Regions from separate parts of the Sus scrofa genome. Here region 2 is linked to region 1. A link is a contact called in public HiChIP or PLAC-seq data. All regions are on one chromosome and are shown on one strand. The core of a region is the stretch at or near the end of the contact, and the rest is flanking DNA. Distances in the headings are between cores, read along the strand shown. Region 1 holds the start of SNX24 (sorting nexin-24). Region 2 holds the start of CEP120 (centrosomal protein of 120 kDa).

What was found. HiChIP or PLAC-seq counts read pairs in DNA pulled down with a chosen protein or histone mark.
Region 2: a contact with region 1 is called in an H3K27ac HiChIP or PLAC-seq map of alveolar macrophages. The contact joins the promoter of CEP120 here to the promoter of SNX24 in region 1. A contact is called at or near these places in 1 of 47 Hi-C or Micro-C datasets (liver) and 1 of 2 datasets of contacts at active chromatin or transcription factors (alveolar macrophages).

The regions. Positions count from the first base shown.
Region 1 is chr2:126,345,593-126,353,277 of Sscrofa11.1, reverse strand. It overlaps SNX24 (sorting nexin-24), which reads right to left and starts at 4,998. Exons shown (of 7, transcript XM_005652942.3): 1 at 3,228-4,998. The coding sequence starts at 3,287.
Region 2 is chr2:126,927,337-126,935,021 of Sscrofa11.1, reverse strand. It overlaps CEP120 (centrosomal protein of 120 kDa), which reads left to right and starts at 4,905. Exons shown (of 21, transcript XR_002341873.1): 1 at 4,905-5,152; 2 at 5,406-5,483.

The sequences.
Region 1 (7,685 bases), core at 3,749-6,248:
TGCAAGGGATGTCTTATTTCAACTTTCAGTGTGGTTGCTAAAAACTAGAAGCAAATGTCAGTGGCCATCAAAAGAGATCCATGTAAACAAATTATGGGGAATTTCTTCTATGCAAGATCCTTTGCTAGTAGCTAAAAGGAGGAGACAGACCTATCCATATTGACAGAGAAAGATACCCCTAAGTTGTAGGATGACGGTAATAGTGAAATCATGCTATTTATTCTAAAAAAGAAAAACAAAATACATTTTCATAGCATAGGGGGAAAAGTCTCAAAGAAAGCACCCCTATACTTTATGTCTGAGGGCATGAGACTAGAAGCCGGGAAGAAAAACCATCCTTTCTACTTAAAATTTCCTATCACTGAATTTGTTAGAATGCAATTTAATACTCATTAAATTTAAAACAAAACCACTAAAGTCAAAAGGTACTTTTTATACTAAAGAACACATGATTTTACCAGTTTCTTGTTTAAGGAACTGAGATTTTTTAAATTCTGTTTTTCTCTCTCTCAGCTTTTTGTGTGTGTGTGTGTGTCTTTTTAGGGCCGTACCTGATGCATATGGAGGTCCCAGGCTAAGGGGTGAATTGGAGCTACAGCTGCCAGCCTATGCCACAGCCACAGCCACGCCAGATCTGAGCCGCATCTTTGAGCTACACCACAGCTCACAGCAATGCAGGATCCTTAACCCACTGAGGGAGGCCAGGGATTGAACCTGGGTCCTTGGAAACGAATCTGACTAGTATCCATGACTAGTCAGATTCGTTTCCTCTAAGCCCCAACGGAACACTTGGGTTTTTTTGGCTTTTGTTTTTTAATGAAATGTTATTCAATGCTAACTTCCCAGCACCTAAAACAGAGACACAGCAGATACTCTATACGGTCTTTTGGAGCAGGTGATCCTAGTAGTCTCCGATAAAAGTTAATTATCTTCCCTAGTAAGCACGTAGAGAGATCAAAACTACTGATTTTCTTCTATTAGCGGAGCTATGTTTTAATCCAAAGTTTTTGTACCTTTTTTTTTTTTTTTTTTTTTTTTTTATAACCTGCGGCATATGGAGGTTCCCAGGCTAGGGGTCTAATCGGAGCTGTAGCCGCCAGCCTAGGCCACAGCCACGTCAGATCCGAGCCATGTCTGTGACCTACACCACAGCTCACAGCAATGCCAGATCCTTAACCCACTGAGCAAGGCCAGGGATCAAACCCACAACCTCATGGTTCCTAACGGATCATTAACCACTGAGCCACCACAGGAACTCCTGTGTTTCTTTTAATAACTTCCATTTTGGCCAGCCATGTGCCAGCTTCCAGGTTGTGAATCAAACTGATTTGGAAGGAGCCCCTTCTTGGTAAGCCGGGTTGTTAGGAGAGGGTTATGTGATGAGACTCTGAGAGCTTTTTAAAAAGTTTACTTTTTAAAAAAACACTAATTCATTTAGGTGGGTAAACCCTTTGTTAAGCTATCTCCTGCAAGTGACTTTTTTTTCCTTTCTGAAGAGAACACTTTGTACCCTTGGCACAATAATTTTGTAACCGTACAGAAGTTCATTCATTCAGCAAATATTTGCTGTATAATTACAAAGGGAAAAAAAAAAAAAAAAAAAAAAAAAAAAAACACTGAGATCACCTTCATCTAAAGATCAAGGCCCCTAACAAGCCGCCTTTTCATCTCCAGATCCTAAAAGAAGGCCCTCAAGCTGGCAGAGTCCTTCATGACTGTTGATGCTGATGGGAAAGGGGAGACACCTGAAAGAATGAAAGACCACCAAGGATTCAGGCCTGAGGAAAAAGCCTTAAAGAGGTTCAAATTTAAGTTCATTCCTCTCTACTCCCTCCCCCCCCTTTTTTCTGATGGAGAAAAAGATAGCGTTATTGCTTTGCCAGGCAAAGGAAGCCACAGCAGCTAAGGCCTTGAAGACTGTGTCCCCTCTACCCCCTTTTCTTTAAAGGAAGATACAGCATATATAACCAAATACCTAGTTCATTTATTTATGTAAATAATGGCCTCGGAGCTCAGTTTTTCCTTGGTTGAAGTTTTCCCACCAAGGGAAGGCACTTTGAGTACTTACTTTACATACTTGGACCCAGGAGCCTACTTAGTTCTAGAAACCCACTTACTCCTCGGATTTTTTTTTTTTCAATCACTACTCTTAACTCTAAAAATTCCTTTGAGAGGCGGATTTAATCCATGCTATGAAAACACAAGTTTCCAAATAAGCTGTCACCAAAACCCAATAATTTTTAGGGATGAGAAGGGTTAAAATACTTTTACGCCAAACTAATGTAACTGGAGTTTAGCAAGTGAGTGAATTAAAAGTGAAGAAAATAAACTATCCTTTAGGACGTCCCATGCGATCTTCTCCAAAACATACATGTTCTTTAAATGGAAATAAATTTTTCCAAGGTCTACCCAGGCTGAGGCATTTCTCCCCATAGCAATGATAAAAATGTCTAGATAAGGATGTCTAAGTTCATTGGGAAATCAACTTCAGTACAGTTCATTATTAAATTTATTACCCAAAGGTCCCAGGCCCTGGTCTCTGCCCTCCGGGACTCTATTCTTGAGAAAAGGGGCCCTGTTTCTCATTTCCTGCCAAACTTCAGTTCTAGGTATGGAACAGGTGCTCAGGGAGTACGTGATTTTACCATTTCAGGGCACTACAGAACCAGGAAAAAAGAAACAACCAAACAAATAAAACTTTGGAAATCATCTAAATGCAACACATGTGTTCACTTTGGCTAATAAATTCACAAATGAATAATTTATTCAATGCGCATATTTTCCATCTGAATGAATCCTACAGAACTTGGAACGTAACATCAAACCACCGCGACGCCACTTCTGTCTGGACAGAGGGGGCAGCTATGCCAGAAACGAGCGCAGCCCATCCCGGGCTCCAGAGGGCAAGCGCCGGGGAGAGTGCCTAGCACCTCGTCCAAGGACTCGACTCCCGGCGATCCTGCTGGGAGGCCGGGAGCGGGGTTGGGAGGGGGAAGCGACCAAACCCCGGCACCCAGCGCCAGGGAGGAGGGCGCCCGTTTCCTTGACAACCACTCCTGGGCGCAGCCATACCAAAGGACCGGGGGAGGGGAAGGGAAAGGAAGGGAGCGAGGGAACCCCCCACCCCACCCCGCGCAGGGGCAGCGGCGGCGGCCGAAGGCACCTCGGAGGCTCAGCAGCTGCAGGCCCGGCTCGCGGGGCCCTCTCCGGCCTCAGCCGGCGCCTACCGTGTATCCCCGCTCCAGGTCACTCTCCTCGTAGCGAAAGGACGGGATGTAGACCTCCATGGCCGCGCCAGCTAGCCCGGGAGGGCGAGCAGGGGGCGGGCTCACGGCGGCGGCCGCGGCCGCGACTCCGCCCCCGGCCCGGCCGCCCCGCCTCCCTTCCCGAGCCCCACGGAGCTGGAGGCTACGTGGCTCCGACCCGGATCCTCTGCGGACCCCGCCGCTCGCAGCGCTCTAGGAGGGCCCCGCCTGGAGCCCAGTGTGGGGAACCGAGGGCGTAGGGCTCTGGACGTCTGGATTCCGGGCCCAAAGCGCGGCGATCAGCAGTGCCCAGAGGAGGCGGGGCCTGGAAACCTGTGAGTCTGCAAAAAAGGGGTGTGCGCTCCACTGCGGTCGGGCGCCAGGGACAGGGCCGCACCCCGGCGCTCCCTGCCCTTGAGGCTCCAGTGTGCACTGGATTTGCAGTTTGCCAGACACCACCCTGAACAGACTGCAAGACGCCAAGGAGTAGAAGAGCTTCTTGATTTTGTTTTGGTTAAATTTTCCTTTTAGCCCTCGGCTGCCATGAAGAGCCGTGAACCCTGCACGACTTTTACGAAGACTTTTCTGTTTCCCTTCGATTCCAGGGTCAGTGCCTTGCTTTGCTTCGCTGTCGAACCTGGGAATCATGCTCTAATGCATAGCCCGAAGGTCGGCGGCTCACTGAGATAAACAGTCCGGTTTCTTGCTTCAGTTCTAAAATGCTGCGTCTAAGTAACTACACAGATCTTTTTACCTGTAAGAGAAAAGAGAAGGGGGAGGGGAAGATGAGGGCTGAGATTTGCCCCTCGGGCTTTGAGCTACAGATTACTGATCAAGCTTTTATTATACTTTTTATACAATAGCACAAACGATAACAGCCTACTACTAGTAGCCTGACATATATATTTTTATCTGGCATGGCTCACCTATTTACCCATTAGAGTTAAAAGTTAGAAATGTATCAGTCCAAAAAAATCTGACAGGTGGTCCAAATGAATCCTCCCCCCCCCTTTTTTTTTTTTTGCTGTATTTTACTAACTGTGTATAATTTAATTTTGCTTTGCTGAAAATATATGCAAGCCCTCAATATGCGGGTATGTTCTTGAGGGTCTTGCAGTTCAGCTATAATTGTTATAATTTTGGTTATTTCAGATGGCATAATTAAAGCTCAGAGAGGATAAATAGCTATGAAATTACAGGCTAATAATTAGAAGAGCTAAATTTCTAATCACGTTCTGTGGGCAACCACTATAAAGGAAAGAAGAATGGCACTGCAGTGAGAGAACATGGCAAATGTATTATCCCGATGCTCTTACATATCTTTTAGTATGACTCTACAATCTGTGACAGGTCAGCTGTCTTCTCAGAACATTAAGAAAAATACATGACAAATACATACATAAGAAGTTGAGGAGTTCCCACTGTGGTGTGACATTATGAGTGGAGTCTCTGCAGTGCCAGGACACAGGTTCCATCCCCAGCCCAGCACAGTGGATTAAAGGATCCAGTGTTTGCTACAGCTGCAGCATTGGTCACGACTGTGGCTTGGATCTGATCCCTGGCCCAGGAACTCCCTATGCTGTGGGGTGGCCAAAAAAGAAAAAGAAGAAGAAGAAGTTGAGAGGGAAGATTGCTGCCATGTCCTGCCCTGATGTCTGCCCCACATGATGAGCTGTCATACCAGGACCTTGCTTCAGACATGTAAATGTCCCCATCCATCAGACACCACTGTCTCTGTCGCTGACTCTGGGCTCTTTCTTCATTTTTTTTTTTTTTTTTTTTTTTTTTTTTTGCCTTTTTGCTATTTCTTTGGGCCGCTCCCGCGGCATATGGAGGTTCCCAGGCTAGGCGTCGAATAGGAGCTGTAGCCGCCGGCCTACGCCAGAGCCACAGCAACACGGGATCCGAGCCGCGTCTTCGGCCTACACCACAGCTCACGGCAACGCCGGATCGTTAACCCACTGAGCAAGGGCAGGGACCGAACCCGCAACCTCATAGTTCCTAGTCGGATTCGTTAACCACTGCGCCACGACGGGAACTCCTCTTTCTTCATTCTTAAAGCTGGGCAAGTAGAGTCTTTTCAGGCCTGTGGGGTTCAGCCCAACAACCACCAAAGAATAAGCCTAAAAAAATTGTCACTTCCCTTTAAAGAAGTGTCTCAGAGTAAACAAGAAAAGAAGGAATTCAGCTGAGGGTGGATGTGCTGCAGACCAAATTGAGTTCAGATCTGCTCAGTTTGTCTACTTACTCTCCAAGGACAAGCAGCATCTGAGGAGAAAGTCAGAGCCTAAGCCAGATCCCACAGATGACACTCTCCTCTCACTTCCCGCCCACTAACATTCCATGGACTGATGAGGCAAGGAGACAAGATGGCAGAGTAGAAAGGCTTGAGCTCACCTTCGATCATGAAAACACTAAACTCACAACTAACTGCTGAACAACCATCAACAAAGAAGACTGGAACCTACCAAAAAAAAGATACTCTACACCCAAGGACAAAGAAGAAGCTAAAATGAGATGGTAGGAGGAGTGATTTTGCAGTATAATCACATCCCATACCCACTGGTGGTTGACTCATAAACTGGAAAATAATTGTATTACAGAGATCCTCGCACAGGAGTAAGAGTTCCGAGCCCCATGTCAGGCTCCCCAGCCTGGGGGTTTGGTATAGGGAGGAGGAGCCCCTAGAGCATTTGGCTTTGAAGGGCACCACAGGGCCCGGGGAAACAGAGACACCACTCTTGGAGGGTGCACACAAGGTTTCTCCTGTGCTGGGCCCCAGGGCAGAGCAGTGACTCCGTAGGAATCTGGACAGACCTACCTGTGGGTCTTGGAATGTCCCCTAAGGAGGCAAAGGTTGGCTATGGCTCACTCTGGGGGCAGGACACTAGTTGCAGAGGCCCCAGGGAATAATCATTGAGGTGAACTCCCCCAGAGGTCACCATTTTGGAAATGAGACCTGGCTTTATCCAACAGCCTACAGGCTCCAGTTTTGGGAAGCCTCAGGTCAAACAACCAATGAAGTGGGAATAGAGCCATATCAGCTGACAGATTGCCTAAGGTCATCCTGAGCCCAGAGCCACCTCTAAACACACCCCTTGACACAGCCTTTGCTCACTAGAGAGATGCCTAAGGTCATCCTGAGCCCAGAGCCACCTCTAAACACACCCCTTGACACAGCCTTTGCTCACTAGAGAGACAGGACCCAGCTCCACCCACCAGTGGGCAGGCATCAGTCTCTCCCACCAGGAAGCCTACACAAGCCCCTGGAGCAACCTCACCCACCAGGGAGCAGACAGCAGAAGCAAGACAGACTACAGCCTGTGGAATAGAGACCACAAACATGAAAAGTCAGATGAAATGAAATGGCAGAGAAATAATGTTCCAGACAAAGGAGCAAGATAAAACCCCAGAAGAACAACGAAGTAGATCTAGGCAATCTGCCTGAAAAAGAATTTAGAAGTTGAACAGTTAGCATCTATTAATAAAGGCAAAACAATTATGTAAGGAAAATAACAAAATTCTTCTGAAAACTGGATATAAAATTCCTACAATAAAAATATCACATTTACCTAGTATTTTATAGAAATATAGTTCAGCAAATTTAATGATAAACTGCTTTAAATATCAACTTAGCAACTTCTATTAGAAATCTTTTTTTTTTTTTTGTCTTTTTAGGGCTGCACCCTCAGCATATGGAGGTTCCCAGGCTAGGGGTGGAGTTGGAGCTGTAGCTGCCAGCCTATGCCACAGCCACAGCAATGCCAGATCCCTAACCCATTGAGCGAGGCCAGGGATTGAACCTGTGTCCTCATGGATGCTAGTCAGATTTGTTTCCTCTGAGCCATGACAGAACTCCCTATATTAGAAGTCTTGATGAAAATCTATCTAGAATATATTACATATTCAGCATAGAGTTATAAGACTAATCTGTCACAACCAAACAATATTTATACCTGGAATGTAAAGATAGTTAAAGATTAAGAAATCTGGTGATGTATTTCTAAACATTGTGGGATTAGAAGAGAACCAAAATAAATTAGTATGCCACTAAATTCTGAAACAACCTTAATAAATCACTACAACTCTTCCTAATAATTCTTACCAGGCTAGAAATCGCAAGAAACAGCTTGAATTTGATAAAGGTTACTACAACCCTACAGAAAATATCCTATTTAACATCATGTGAGGAAGCATAAAAATAGTTTCAGTAACTTTATCATAATTATTGTTAGGCCCTATCCAGTGCAATAAGACAAGTAAAATAAATATGACATACAGATAATGGATAGGAAGATATAAAACTAAGGTTATTTTTGGATGAAATTATCTACATAGAACAGAATCAACTAAAAAATTATTAGAACTAATAATAGAGTTTCATAAGTTGCCAAATATTAAATCATCATATACAAATCAATAGATTTCATATATAATACC
Region 2 (7,685 bases), core at 3,656-6,155, 580 kb before region 1:
AGAAAGCTAATTGATCTAGGCAGAAACCCTTCAGGGGAAAAGACAAGAAGAAAAGAAACCTGGCCACGTGTGTAAGACGAGCACTCCCTAAGCTCTACTCTGAGAAGTGATAAGTTAACTCTTTGGATGGGCTGATAATTGGGTTGGTCCCTTGCAGTGCTTTTGTTAGACTTTTAATACTTTTAATACATTTAATACTTTTTAAATGGAAACAAATTCAAGCCTGATGTCTGCTCAGTTTTCCTAAAACTTAGAAGCTTGCTTTAATTAAAAAGACAGATCACCCGTGAACTTGACTGAACATTGATATATGATAATTTGTTCAATTACAAACCGATTAAGTTCAGAGGTACATTTTCCAAGATAGACCGAGATGTGAATTTGGGTATTTGAAATTTGAATAAACTCCTGGGAATCTTACGGTTCTATTTTGGTCTAGTGAAGAAAAAGAAGAAAGTCCTTGAACTTCTGATTTCTACATTTAAAAATGGGAAGTGTAAAAATTTGACAAAAGTAAGCTACTAGCCTAATACAGCTTTTTATTTTGAAGAGAGGAATATTCCAAGAAAATGTTCAACATTTTGGTAAATTTACTTTATAATAGGTAATATTAGTCAAATATGTCATATCACATTAAGTTTAGAGTCCATCCATTGGCTGAAATCCACTGTAGTTTTGTTCATTTGTTCGACAAATATTTATTAAATGCCTCTTTTGTGCCAAGCACTGTTTTAGACCCTTGGATAGAAAGTAGAACAAAGAAGGTTGTGTCTCATGGAACTTAATTAATAGATTGTACTTCATTGGCACTTGTTCTACTAATATAACGAATTGTTAATTTATTTTTTAAATTTAATTTTACCAGACCATAGTTGTCTTAGTTTCAGGGGTACAGCAAAGTGAATCAGTTATACGTATACGTATATCCATTCTTTTTTCTCCCCATATAGGTTATTTCAAACTTTGGTGTAGATTTTCCCTTGCTATACAGTAGATTCTAGTGAATCATCTATTTCATACAATAATGTACATATATATTTTTCAACAAGCACATGAAAAAATGCTCAACATCACTAATTATTAGAGAAAGGCAAATCAAAGCTACTATGAGATACCACTTCAATCAGAATGGCCATCATCAGTAAGTCCACAAATAAATGCTGGAAGAGGTTTGGAGAAAAGGGAACCCTCCTACATTGTTGGTGGGAATGTAAATTGGTGCAGCCACTCTGGAGGTCAGTATGGAGTTTCCTTTATTTGTTTATTTATTTATTTTTCATTTTTTAAAATTGTAATCAAATGTCTTTTCTCCAATATATTTTTTTTCTACTGTACAGCATGGTGACTCAGTTACACACACATGTATACATTCTTTTTTCACACATTAGAGTTTCCTTTAAAAACTAAATATAGAACTACCATGTGATTCAGCAATCCTACTTCTGGGCATATACCTGAAGAAAACTGTAATTTGAAAAAATACACGGTTCCAATGTTCATTGCAGCACTATTTACAATAGTCAAGACATGGAAGCAACTTAAATGTCCATTGAGAGAGGAATGGATAAAAAGATGCATATATATATATATATATATATATACATATATATATAATAGAATATTATTTAGCTATAAAAATGAATGAAATAATGCCATTTGCAGCAACATGGATGTGCCCAGGGATTATCATACTGAGAGATTATCATACTGAAAGATATCATATGATATCACTTAGATGTGGAATCTAATGAAATTTGTAGAAAAGAACTTATTTATAAGACAAACTCACAGATTTCAAAACCAATCCAATGGATACCATAGGTGAAAGCACTGGGGGGGGGGGGAATTGTGAGGGTGGAAATAAAATACACACATTACTGTATGAAATAGATGATTCACTAGAATCTACTGTATAGCAAGGGAAAATCTACTCAAAAGTTTGAAATAACCTATATGGGGAAAAAAAGAATGGATATATGTATACGTATAACTGATTCACTTTGCTGTACCCCTGAAACTAAGACAGCTATGCTCTGGTAGAATTAAATGTTCATTGCAGCACAAAGTGTGATAAGGTGATTTTAGAAGTAATAGTATTGTTTGGCAGGGGGATCCAGATAAAGAGAACTATGTAAAAATTTTACTATGTGAAAAAGTTTCCCAGTTTATTTTAATCATTTGACAGATTTTTTTCTGACCTGGGATCATTCTCTGGCGTTCAGTGATGGTTTGTAATCTAGGGTTTCAGCCCAGCTGTACATCCGAAAGCAAAAACAATGAAGTATATTGATGGCAGTTCCTAGTTCTTTTACAGCTGCTACTTAAGGTCCGAGGTTGTTCATATTAAAAGGTAGTAACCAAATGGCATTTACTGTATTTAAGTCCTGTACTAAAGAATCACATATGGGTAGCATATACAATGGTAATTGCCTAGCTGAAGCTGAAGTTAAAAGAGTTATGTGACTTGCTTAAGGTCACCCAGCATGATGATGGCAGAGGAAGGTCCCAAACTCTGATCTCCTGGGTGTTCTTTCCACTGGAGATACTTAGTGCTTTGGCCTCCCTTGTGTAGCATTTAATGTTAAGTAGTGTTTTACACTCCTGGTAACCTTGTTTTTGCTTGTTGTTACTCTGTTTGCTTTTATTTTTTTTTCTTTTGGTCTTTTGAGAGTTACACCTGTGACATATGGAGGTTCCCAAACTAGGGGTCGAATTGGAGCTGCAGCTGCTGGCCTACACCACAGTCACAGCAACTTGGGATTTGAGCCATGTCTGCAACCTATACCACAGCTCATGGCAACGCTGAATCCTTAACCCACTGAGCAAAGCCAGGGATCAAATCTGCGTCCTCATGGATGCTAGTCAGATTCATTTCTGCTGAGCCATGAAGGGAACTCCATTATTATTATTATTATTTGTCTTTTTGCCATTTCTTGGGCCACTCCTGCAGCATATGGAGGTTCCCAGGCTAGGGGTCGAATCGGAGCTATAGCTGCCGGCCTACACCAGAGACACAGCAACACAGGATCCGAGCCGCGTCTGCAACCTACACCACAGCTCACGGCAACGCCGGATCCTTAACCCACTGAGCAAGGACAGGGATTGAACCCGCAACCTCATGGTTCCTAGTTGGACTCATTAATCACTGCACCACAATAGGAACTCCCATTATTATTTTTTGAGTATGTAGACATATTAGACTGCTCATTGGAGTATATATTAAATAACAACACTGATATTGCATCAACAAAATTTAGACTGTGGTAAACTCTGTAGGACACAAGACTAGTTTTTTCAGTGAAGAGTTTCAAGAGAAAAAAAAGTGGGAGTTAGTACTTCTAGAGAAGAAGAGGCAAGAGAGAGATCAACCAAATACATTATATTCTGGAACTTGTTTGGGTCCTGATTTGAACAAACTAACTGAAAAAAATTTTTAGACAATCAAGGAAATTTGAGCATGACAACTTAATTATATTAAGGAATTGCTGTTAACTTTTAAGATGCAATAGCTCACTTGTGGTTAAGTATCTGACGTTTTAAGATTGTTTAAAAAAAGTCTCTCTTTTTAGAGGTACATATTGAAAGAGAATAATCAATATATAAGGGATTTCCTTCAAATCATGGCTCCTCTGCACCAGATGAAGATGATTGGTTTTAAGCTGATAATTGTTGGAGCTGTGTTGTGGGTACCTACAGGTTCATTACATTATTCTATCTACTTTCGAGTCTGATATTTTCCTCAAAAGAATGTATCATTCAACAATGAACCCAAAGTAGATCATTATTTTGATTTTATATGGCATAATGTGTTATTTCACTCAGGGAGGCCTCTGAAGGGTCCTGAAAAGGATTTAGATTCTTCCACTTTTTTTTTTTTTCTTTTTAGGGCAGCACAGCATATAGAAGTTCTCAGGCTAGGGTCCAAGTGGAGCTGTAGTCGCCAGCCTATGCCACAGGTCACAGCAACGCTGGATGCTTACCCCGCTGAGCCAGGCCAGGGAAGGAACCCGCATTCTCGTGGATACTAGGTGGGGTAGTTTCCACTGAGTCACAAGGCGAGTGAACTCCTCTTTTTTTGGGTCTCCCAGCATGAAGTTCCCTGGCTTGGGACTGAACCCCCAGCCACAGCCTTGCGTCCTTAACGGCTGGGCCACCAGGGAATGCCCTGAAAGGGTCTTAGAAGTAATCTAGTATGGTCTCCAGCTCCCTGCACAAAGCAGAGGTGGAGGTGGGGAAGGAGAAATTGTACTCTCTTCCTCTTCCCTCCCACCTATCTCGTCCAAGATCCAATTTCAAACTAGGTGACCTCCAAAAGATTTTTAATCTTCTCTAAAATAATGCCTGAAGTTTTAGGGGGAGAAGGGTGGAAAAGGGAAAATGTCGGTTGTCAGCCTTGTTTAATTTCTGGTCTTGATTTTGCTAATTAGTTACTTTGTGGTCCGGGGTTAGAAAACCCTATACCTTTAATTTCACTGCCCACGTGACAATGTTTTTGTTTTAGGGTAATTTCTAAAGCACAGGAAATTCTCAGAGAGCTTACGTCACTGCCAACGTTACAGTAATTACCGTATTGACGCTACTTGTTTATAAGGCGTGGAAACTTGAGCTGCAGCGCGAGGACAATTTAGCAATTTCAGAGTTCAGATGTAAATTATTATTGCTCTGTAACTTAACTTCTAAGCAGTGTTGATACTTGGGACCTGAACAGACCTAATTGTTGTTTTTGTTTGTTTGTTTGTTTTTCCTTTAATGACTACTGATACAATTTCCAGGTTGTTTAGGGCATAAAGCAGAGAATACAGCGCATTCACGTTCCTCCCAGGGGAACTTCAGGAAGTGTTTACTGCAGTAGTGCGCCTGCGCAGTTGTTCTCCACCAAATCGCCCGCTTTCCCCCATCCGGCTAGCAGGGGGCGCTGTGAGGTAATGGCTAGTCTTCTCCCGAGACCTCTGGAACGTAGCGTAAAAGGCCAGGAAGGGAAGCCGGCTAAGGGGCGTTCTATCTTCGACTGCCCTGGTCTCTATCACCCTTTGTCCTCCAGCCTCCCCTGCGCGCAGGGCCTGCGGGCCTGGTTGCTAGGCGGAAGCGGGGCGCGGTGGCGGCCGCGGCGGCTGCCCGGGCGTTTGAAAAGCGGCTACGCGGGCGGCAAAAGGTGCTCAGGCGGCGGGCTCCCCTCTCCCTGCAGACTGGCCCAGCCGGCTGCTGAGTGGCTTTTGTCTTCTGTCGGGGCCCGGTTGCGGGTGGACTGTCAGCCTGGGGACGGGAAGCCGGGCGCGCTACAAGCGGGCCGCAGAGCTGGGTCCGGGCGTCTGGGGCCACGGGCGGGCGACGGAAGCCTCACCCAGAGCCCTGCCGTGGGTGGCGGGCTACCTGCAGCTCACCCGGGCCCCTCTTCCTCCCAGCAGACCCCGCCTGTGGGCCGCCGACCGCGACCATGGTCTCCAAGTCCGACCAACTGCTCATCGTCGTGTCCATCCTCGAAGGTGAGTGGCCCGGCACCTGCTTTTGCAACTGCTGCTTCCAGAATTTTAACAGAGTAGTGCGGGGCCGAGGCTTTGTTAACCTTAGGAACCCTGGCTTGTGCGGCCCCCAGAGACTTGTTCAGAGTTGTACGTAGTGAGGTCCGTTAGGCAATTGATTTAAAAATCCCTCAAGGGAATATGAGCGCTGTTAGAGATCGGTGATATATAGCGTGACTAGCCATAGACCCCAGAGGATCTTGGCAAAACGATTTGCATCAGAAGCAGCGTGTATGTGACTTTGATATTATGAGCTGAAAGTGTGCTTGGAAAGCACGATCTGTTCAGCGACTTCCCGGTAATACCATTGGTGAAAATTTTGCTTTCACTCTAGTACAAGTTTCTCTTTACAAGTCGATGGGGGCCTTAGAAGACAGTTGTCAGGAGGGTCTGTTACACTTGCATGCCTTAAAGTTTGATTTGTCGAAGGAGTGACATTTGTTTATTAGGCATCTCACTGACTGTGAGGCAGTGCGCTGAGCCTGTAAACCAGTCCTGGTTCTAAAAGCTAAAGGTGTAGCATGAAGAGCAACAAATCATTCAAATAATGCATCAGGGTGTGGGTATGGTCTCTTTTGCCTGGGCAAGCTGGGAAAGGTTTCCTAGAGGAGATGGAGTTTATTCGGGTCCTAAAAGATGATTAGGAATTCGTCAAGTGGAAAAAGGAAGGAAGGGCATTCCAGGCAAAAGGAAGAGCCGGTGGCATTTAAGGTGTAGTAAAGCAAGGCTTGCTTCTGTTTGCTTTAATTCAGTGAGGTTGAGAGCAGGATGCAGCAAAATGGAGAGAGTCGATAGGTAAATTGAGGGTGAGTTATGAATAACAGGACAAGAAGGAGTCATCTTGAGTAGTGAGATAGAGGAATGGCTGGGGATTGTCATGGTGGTGTCCCCCCCAAAAAAAAGGTATGGGGAGGGCCTAGGAGTATGGGTGTGGGGGGAGGTTGAGAGGGAAGAAAACACTGGAAACCTAATTTTCGAGTTGTGGAACAGGAGACTGACCAGAAGTCATAGTGTTGGGACAGTTTTAACTGTGAGGTTGCTGACTTTTAAAGACATAGGCCTGAAATTCTACTCTACTTTAGTGAACAAAAAGCTTTTGAACTTGGAACCGTGCTGCATGCTCTGAGATAACAGAAATGTAAGGCACTCACTGTCCCTTCAAGGTTGTAGGGTTCTGGCTCCTTGGGGAGACCAAAGTAATGCACAGGAGCTAATATGTTGGGATGTGATATAAGTTAAATAAAGCTCAAGGATCCAGGCTGTAAATGGAAGTTTTGGAGGTGGCTGAGGATGATGGCTGAAGTGCCTTGAGTGATACCTGAGCTTGAGGTAAACGAGGATAGAGGAAGGTCATCCCAGGTGATTCAACAGCCCGGGCCACTGTGGGAGTGAGCAGGGTGGGTAGCACAGTGAAGAGGTCAGCAAGATGACCAGAACGGAGGAAGGAGGCTATTAGGAATACTGTGGTAAGAAATACGCTTGTATAGACAGGGTGCATAGGCCTTGGAGGATCTTGAAAACTGTGGTGTTTAGATTTAATGTTCTGAAAAATAGGGAGGCGGGATACATTCTTAAGTAGGAGAATAGTTTTTGCACGTTTAGTTTAATAGCAGTGTGCAGGGAGGAGAACCTGGCGTTGGGAAGGTCAGTTAGGTGTTGCTACAAACATGTCTAAAACTGGCGTGCGGTCCTCCCTCCAAACTGTTCCTCCTCTTGTGTTTGTATTTCTCTTCGTTATAACCACACTGTTGCCTCAAGCCAAGAACCAGGGAGTCATCTTCTTCCTGGGTTCCTGCTCCATCTCCCACTTGCGCCTGTCACCAAGTATTGATTTTATTTTTAAAATAATAGTTCATTTCAAAGTTCATATGAAGCATCTACAAGTTTCCATTGTGAGTGCTGTGCTGCAGAGCTGTCTTTATCCACCTAAATACTGTAGTAATCTTTTCACTGGTCTGTTTCATAAGTGTGTTCTTCTCAGTAAACACAGTTCACCTTATTATATGGGGATAATCCTTCTGAAGTGCCAATCTCATTTTCTTAAAATCCTCAGTGTCCTAAGAGATAAGGTCTCTACTTTTTTTTTTTTTTCCATCTATTTATGGCCGCACCTTTGGCATATGGGGGTCCCCGGGCTAGGGGTCGAATTGGAGCTTCAGCCACAGG